2 separate regions of the Mus musculus genome follow, and region 1 is linked to region 2. The links are chromatin contacts, called in public Hi-C maps. All regions are on one chromosome and are shown on one strand. Each heading gives the region's core, a stretch centred on a gene start, on an enhancer-like site or on the middle of the called end of the contact. The rest is flanking DNA. Distances are from core to core; before and after follow the strand shown.

The links. A called contact is a pair of places that touch in the nucleus more often than the background predicts.
Region 1: a Hi-C map of uterus shows a contact between it and region 2, with 7 times the contacts expected there. The contact joins the promoter of Pappa here to the enhancer-like site in region 2. A contact is called at or near these places in 5 of 39 promoter capture datasets (the 3T3-L1 cell line, the C10 cell line, cranial neural crest and 1 more), 2 of 484 Hi-C or Micro-C datasets (both in uterus) and 3 of 115 datasets of contacts at active chromatin or transcription factors (astrocytes, embryonic fibroblasts and embryonic limb bud).

Annotation. Positions count from the first base shown.
Region 1 is chr4:65,122,395-65,126,178 of GRCm38.p6, forward strand. Pappa (pregnancy-associated plasma protein A) reads left to right here and starts at 1,780. Exons shown (of 22, transcript NM_021362.1): 1 at 1,780-2,553. The coding sequence starts at 2,148.
Region 2 is chr4:64,593,751-64,597,461 of GRCm38.p6, forward strand. No RefSeq gene overlaps it. Among named protein-coding and RNA genes, the nearest start is that of Gm23950, 150 kb to the left of the region's middle. Within about 2 kb of position 1,666, at least 35 of the 459 cell types and tissues checked have an H3K27ac peak or open chromatin away from gene starts, as enhancers often do.

The DNA of each region.
Region 1 (3,784 bases), core at 530-3,029, 530 kb after region 2:
GAGAGATTTGTGGGGTAGGGGGTAAGTTTTTAACCTATGGCATTATGCACAGTATTTTTTTTTTCTTTCCATCAGGTCTCTATAGAATGGAGGATGGAAGATGGGCATCTCTTTATACGTAGAGACCTTGAGTTCCAGAACTCTTAGCCTGATGCTACATAGCAAGTTCTTCCCTGACCAGGAGGACAGAAATCTGGGATAGCTGGTTTGCAGAATAGTGCCATGATTCCTGCTTACCACATTTCAGCTTTTATGGGGGGTGGGGTGGGTGGAGATCTGAGTCATCTGTCATCTTACAAATCTTTATCTGTTTACCAGCAAATATGCTCCGATGGTTCTGTTCCTCCCTGGAGCATGTAGCAAAGATCCTAACTCTGAGGAAGGATCTGGAACAGCCCGTAGGATAGGAACACCACGGGAGAGCAAGTCAATAATTAGTAGCGTCAACTTCACCTCAGTTTTCCACCATAAATTCTACCTGGAATGACATCTTTTTATAGAGATACTATTTGGACAGGCTAGCAAAGAACTAATAAATTTAAACCACCATGGCTAACCCATTTTGACTTATTAAACACTCGAGGGAAAGAGAGCTGTTTTGCCATAAGGGGGAGCTTTTGAGTTCCATAAAGAGGGGGAAAGGAATGAATATATATATATATATATTTCAGTTCAAAACGTAGAGCCACAGGGGCAGCAGACTGTTACCTGCTTACCTGTGCTTGGCCAACATTAGGAGAACTTGGATTGTTTTTAAGCTGAAATTGGGTAAATTCATATTTTCCTACCATTTATATTCAACAAAAAGTATATCTAACAGTCAACTGAATGATGTAGGATTGTTCAGGGGCAATGATGGGGGACATAGCACTGGTCCACTGTATCTCCAAGGGAGATGCCCTGCAAACAGTTCTCTGATGCTCTGTTCAATCTATACGGATTTGGGAATTGACTTTGGTATGCTGAAGCGCGAAGGTTAGCATTGGGGTCTCAGGGAAGAGAGAACCAACTTACTACAGTATAACTTTAAGAAAATGTGGTGAGAGGAGAAGGAGAAAGGCAAAAGAGACAGAGAGAGCAAGGAGGAGAAAAATGGGAGAGGGAGGTGAAGGGAGGGGGACAGAGAACAAGAAGAAAAGTGGGAGAATGAAAGAAAGAGGGAGGGAGGCAGAGAAGATGAAAAAGAATCTGAAAATCAAGTTTCAACGCTTTGTGTATTGTGAAAAGAGAGACATGTAACAGCAAAGGGCAAATGAGACCCTGAAAGACAGATTTTTCTCTCCCGCCACGAGGCAAAATAAAAAATAAAAATAAGGGGCGGGGGTAAAGGGAGCAAAGCAAAACAAAACAAACCAGAACGTGTGTTTTGAGTCGGAATGCGAAGAGCAGGGAGGACCGTAAGGGGGTGTGTACAGAATTTCATTAAATTGTTACTTTAAGATTGTCTTCTTAAAAACAGAAGAAGTAGAAGAAGAAAGAGGGGGTGGAGAAGCTGAACCGAAGGAAAGGAGACAAACGGCAAAGTAGAGGAAGGCTGGGTGGATCGGCCTCTCCAAACCGATTGATTGGTCATGATCCCCGCAGTTTGAACAGGGACTCATTCAATTGGGAAGGTGGAGTGCTGGCGAACAGATTAGCACACGCTTGTTTACTCGTCTTCTAAGGGATTTTTTCCCCCTCTTTCCTTTCATTTCGTGAAGAAGGAGGGAGGGGAGGGGGCGGGGGGGAGAAGGGGGCTGTGGCTTGTGTTATAAAGGACGCAAAAAATAAATAAATGAGAGCATCTTGGGGGGAGGGAGGGAATTCAGCCGACCAGTGTGTTAGAGGAGATTTTTTTTAAGAGCTAGAAATATATAAAATAAAATGAAATAAAACAAGGAGGAAGGCATCCAGCTGTTAGAAGGGGGGATAAGGCAGATAAAGGAGCGGGGAGAGAAATTAATTGCCAACCAGGAGGAGTTGGACTGTATTTTTGAAAGGTGGGGGGAGTGGAGCACACACCTTGAGGAGGAAAGCGAGAAAGAAAAGAAAAAAGCAAGTGGAAGGGGGGCTCGCACGAGAAAGGAGGCAAATAGTAGTGCGAGCTAAAGCTGGCAGCTCCGGGCGGCGGTGCAGGGGCGCAGGGGGGGCGGGGGGGACCGTCGGACATGCGGCTCTGGAGTTGGGTGCTGCGCCTGGGGCTGCTGAGCGCCGCGCTGGGCTGCGGGCTGGCCGAGCGCCCCCGCCGGGTCCGAAGAGACCCTCGGGCCGTGCGCCCCCCGCGCCCCGCCGCTGGACCGGCCACCTGCGCCACCCGGGCGGCCCGCGGTCGCCGCGCCTCGCCGCCGCCGCCTCCGGGCGGTGCCTGGGAAGCCGTGCGCGTCCCCCGGCGGCGGCAGCAGCGGGCGGCGAGGGGCGCCGAGGAGCCGAGCCCGCCTAGCCGGGCGCTCTATTTCAGCGGGCGAGGGGAGCAGCTGCGCCTCCGGGCCGACCTGGAGCTACCCCGCGACGCCTTTACACTGCAAGTGTGGCTGCGAGCCGAGGGTGGCCAGAAGTCTCCAGCAGTGATCACAGGTAAGGAGAAAGGGGTCCCCCCTGTCTGGCGGACCACCCTGCGGGTCTCTGCAGGCCCCTCCTGGGTTCTTGCGGATGTCTGGGGTGCAGGTGGCGGGTGGGTCTGCGGGAGCCGTCCCGGGAGCAGCACAGGGAGTAAGGAAGAGAGACTCTCTTTAACCCATCTGCGGAATGGGCGCGCTGAGAAAGGATGCTGCCCGGCCTCTGGGGAGCTGCACTCGGGAGCTCCTCGCCGGTCCAAGACCAGGAGCTAGGGATATAGCTGATCCCCCGGGAACCCAGAATACTTAAGTGGTGCTGGGGATGTACAGAGAGACTCTGTCCGGGTATGGGAGAAAAGGGTACAGGACCCAGATGGGTTGCGTGTGAAAGAAGTGTAGGAAACGGTTCATTTCTCTTTACTTTTCCATAGACGCAATTCTCCAGTAGCCTGGCTACCCTCAAAGTAGGCATGGGGCAGGTAGTTTTGATTGCCAGACTTAGAAGTCCTATAACTACCCCAAAGTTGCTCTCTGCCCGAAGCTTGCCTCTGGGAACCACCACCACCACCATAGCCACCCACACTGCCTCTCTGGGTCCTTGCTTTTAAAGCCCGTTGCCTGTCATTCACCGCTGGGTCAGACCTTCTTAGCGCACCTCTGACAGCCTACCCCAGACTCGGCTGAGAAATGGGGCGCTTTTCTCTTTGGGGACTTTTATGAGCCCATACTAGATTTAAGATCTCCCTCCTCACCCTCCCTCTCTCCCCTTCGCTGCTCCACAGCAAAGCCCATAGTGAAACCGGACACTTTGCGAGGGCTGCAAACCTTCCAAACGCCTCAACATTCATTTTCCCTTCTAAATGAATCTGTGGAAATGCCTTTAATAAAACGAGGGGTGGTGGAGGGGGCGGCGCAGGAGAGAAGGAAAGTTTTGCCTCTTCTGTCTGGGAGATTCCCTCACTGCATAAACAACCTTGCCGTGTCCTGGGACGCCTTAAAGCTATATTAGGGGTTCCCCCTTCGCTGCAACCTGGGAGCGAGTAGAGGGTTTCGTGATCCCACCCCTTACACACCGCTCTCAGGCAGTCTGCGGCTGTTTTGCCTTGGCATAAACCTTTCTGAACACTGCACCGACTCTCCCATTTACCGAAGTCCCCTTCAGGGAACCCAAACTCTGCTACTATGCCACTCAAATGTATCCTCAAAGCTCCCACTTCCCAGCTACCAAAGGAGAGTGAGAACGACTACAC
Region 2 (3,711 bases), core at 416-2,915:
TTGCTTTTAGTGGAAGATGAAAGATGCCTTTAGGGCAAGTTAGAGGCTAGATGGTAAAAGAGAGAATTATATTGCTCAGCAATGAAAAGAAAAGAAAAAAAACAACAATGAAGGTAGGTAAAGAGGAACATATAGAAGTCAGGGCATACAGAAAGCAGAGCAAGGAACTCAAGTCTAAACTGCAGGCACAATTGAAGCTAGGAAATTTCACTAGGTTTTCTGAATAGTACATAATACACAGTACTGTTACTTTCCCAGGATAACAAAGACTGTTGTGCAATAACACTATGAACCAACCTGCAGACATGTTTATAAATATAGGAGTATCTGATTTGAAACCAGTGGTTTCTAGATTAGTTTACTCCTTAAGGATAGAGTATAAAAGGCTTCTCAGTAGCTGATAGTCTATAAATAGTAACTTCCAATTATAATGCGCAATGATCAATTACAGAGCTTGTATGTATTGACCATCAGCCACTCTGCTATGGTCTTCATATGCTTTGTTTCTCATAGTTCTGTGTGAAAAGTCACATATAGCATCCATCTCCAGTTTGCTCATAAAAAAGCTAGAAAAGATTAAATGGATGCCAAAGGTCTCCAAGATGAAAATACAATAGCCTTCAGTAGAACTCTGATTCCAAAATCCTACCTTTTATAATTCTTAACTCATGTATGATCCCATAGATTGTGGAAAGTTCATACTAGACAAATTTCTGTTTTTAAATGTTTACTTACTGTTTATTTTGTGTTTATTTCCTGTTTTGCTTGCATATAATGTCTATATACCAAGTGTGTACCTGATACTTGTGGAAGTACCAGATTGAGTTCCTAGAAATGATATAACTATCTCTAGCTGTAAGGAAGATACTTTATCTCACACATGCCTTTATATAGCACTTATGTGATCAGGGTTTCTTTCATGTTGACTTACAGTTTGCTGTTTTTTACTGTCAGTATAATTGGTTCTTGTTTATGAAAGGTCTTATAAAGCATGCACACGCACACACACACACACACACACACACACACACACCAACACCATGATTGGTTCATAGATTAGATTCCATAAGGCTATATGAAGTCAAATCTACAAAGAATCACTTTGGCCACTGTACTCAGTGTCTGCAGTGGGAAGGAAATATTCCTCTTGGAGCAGGTCTTGACTGAGAACAGGGTTGCCTCTTTGCATTTATTCATCATTCAGAGAATTGGCTAGTAGGGGGGACTTTCACACTCCTGTGTTATCTATCTCCATTTAGTGGAGAGAACCATAACGTGTCACATACACTACCTCTTGTTCTCCATATCCCAGCCAGCATTGCCTAGGAGACAGAAATAGCATTCATCGAAAGCCACAATTACCTCATTTCCCTGGCTCGTTGTCTGAGATGTGCCTTGCCTCATAGTGACTGTGTAGGGCCAAAAGTCCAGCAAATATAGCAAACAGAGCAGCTGCTTGTCCAAGAAATGGTCTTACAAACAGGAGAGAACAGCATGTTCTCTGAGCAGATCAGGACCCTTGGCTGTTTTTATGGGTGTTTTGGTTTTCAGGCCAGCAACAGCGTCTGAAAACTCCTGGGGATTTCCCAAGCACCATTCGTCAGGTGGCTAGGCTTCCTCTGACGTTGCTTGTGAGTGATGGGGTGCAGGAAGAAGGTCATGTACAAGGCCATCCAAGGGCACTTTCAGCATGATTGTGGGAAATGAGAGAGCTAATGCAATGTCAGAATGTTCAGAAAAACAAGAACTTTCTGAATAGTGCTTGGCACGTGTTCGATGGACATTCAAGAAGTAGTTCTTGAATGAAACACTGGGGGATTAAGTGAGTAGACTCCCAGCATTTGCATTAACGGGCACACATGCGATTTCAACAGAAGTGACCAATTGTGCTGGTTTGCTCAGGGTTTCTGAGGGTGTAGATGGGGCTTTGAGTGTTGAAATCAAGAAAATTCGGGCTAAACTCCTGGTATGAGTTTGTTGCTTCAATTTCAAAACAGGTGTATTGAAATCTGAAACATAACTTTCATCATCAAGCAAAAGCCCATCTTCCAGGAGGTTTGAATTTAATAAGGGAAACTAGACAGAGAAATAATTAATTATTGTATAAATGGAAAGGATGTGGCTTATTGAAAAAAGGTTAGAAGCTCAGCCTACCATAGCCCCTCATTTTCACCATTTCTTCAAACTAAGTCCCCTTTGATTTTTGCGTGGGTACACCCTCCATTAGAGGGAATACTGTTGTGATCCAGGCACAGATATTGTGTTACCCTTGCCAGTGACTGGTTTAGGAACAGGCACATAACATAATTTTGGACAAAAGTACATACAAGAAGAACTAATAGGCAGATTTCAGTGAAGGTTTCCTTGCTCTTAAGAAGAAATAAAACCCACCAAATTTCTTATCAGCCACTGATGGTATCAACATGTTACCCACAGAGTTTTTATAGATGTTTTAAATCTACTTGAGGAAGTTATACTAAGTGGGACGATGGGGGAGACAGGAAAAACCTAAGTTTTTAATGACGTTATTGAGTGACCAAGTGATTGTAACCATCTAACTCCAAAATTGAAAAGATTGCACGCTTGCCTTATTACTGAAATTATCTGAATTTCTGTTATGCAGTCAATAATATAATGGTCAGTTACACCCAAGTCCTCTCTGCCATCAGAGGAAGGCATGACATGTGCCAGGGGGTGTGACAGAGTGTGACAGAGGCTCATGGAGCCTCTCAAACTTACACTGTGGTATGGACAAAAACTGTGTTTCTCATAGACAAAACCAAAGGCCAAAATACAGACCTCACAATGTAGCTGTAGGAAAGCAGTTAGTGGCAGCTGCCTCAGGCATGTTTATGGTTATCATTAATATAACAGGGGCAGTGAGTACACTGAAGCAATAGAACATGAAAAACACTTGGGAGTTCCAGGTTTAGTAAACTTGACTGTCCCCACAGGCAACAGAGAACCAGTTATGGTTTCTATCTGAAATGTCCTTCAAAACCTCAAGTGTTAAAGGCATGTCTGCCAGACAATGGATCGTTGGGAAGTTATTGCATCACTAGGGCTCCAACGCAACCAGTGAATTACTTTGTTTATTTTGTGGAATCATGAGAAGGTGTCAGAAATTTCAGAGATGAGACACAGTTGGGTGAAGTAGGTATCTTTGAAGGATATATGCTGTCCCAGTTTTTCTGTCTTTTGCTCTGATTCCTGGGTGCCAAGAGGTGTGTACCTCCAGTCTTTAATGCCTTCTCTGCCCTTAGGACATGCTCATAACACAGAAAAACAGAAAGTTATGGGTCAAAGCCTTTGCAGCTGTGAGATAAATAAATCCCTCCTTTTAAGTTGTCAGGAATTTTGTTAAAACAATGAAGACCAATTAACATAGAAATACAAATGTATTTGAATGATTTGAAGTTTAAAGAAGTAGATATCAACTTTAAAAGTGTGTTTGAATAACCTGCAGAATATGTTGATGTGTGGTTTATAAGGTGTGACAAATGTAGAGTAGCCTAGAATTTTTTTTTCATTTTTATTGGCTATTTTCTTTATTTACCCTGATAACCCCTATCCCCTCCCCTCCCCTGTTTCTATGAGGGTGTTCCCCCACCCATCCACCAACTCCTGTCTCTCCATCCTCAAATTCCCCTACACTGGGACATAGAGCCTTCAAGGACCAAGGGCCTCTCCTCCTATTGATTCCAGACAAGG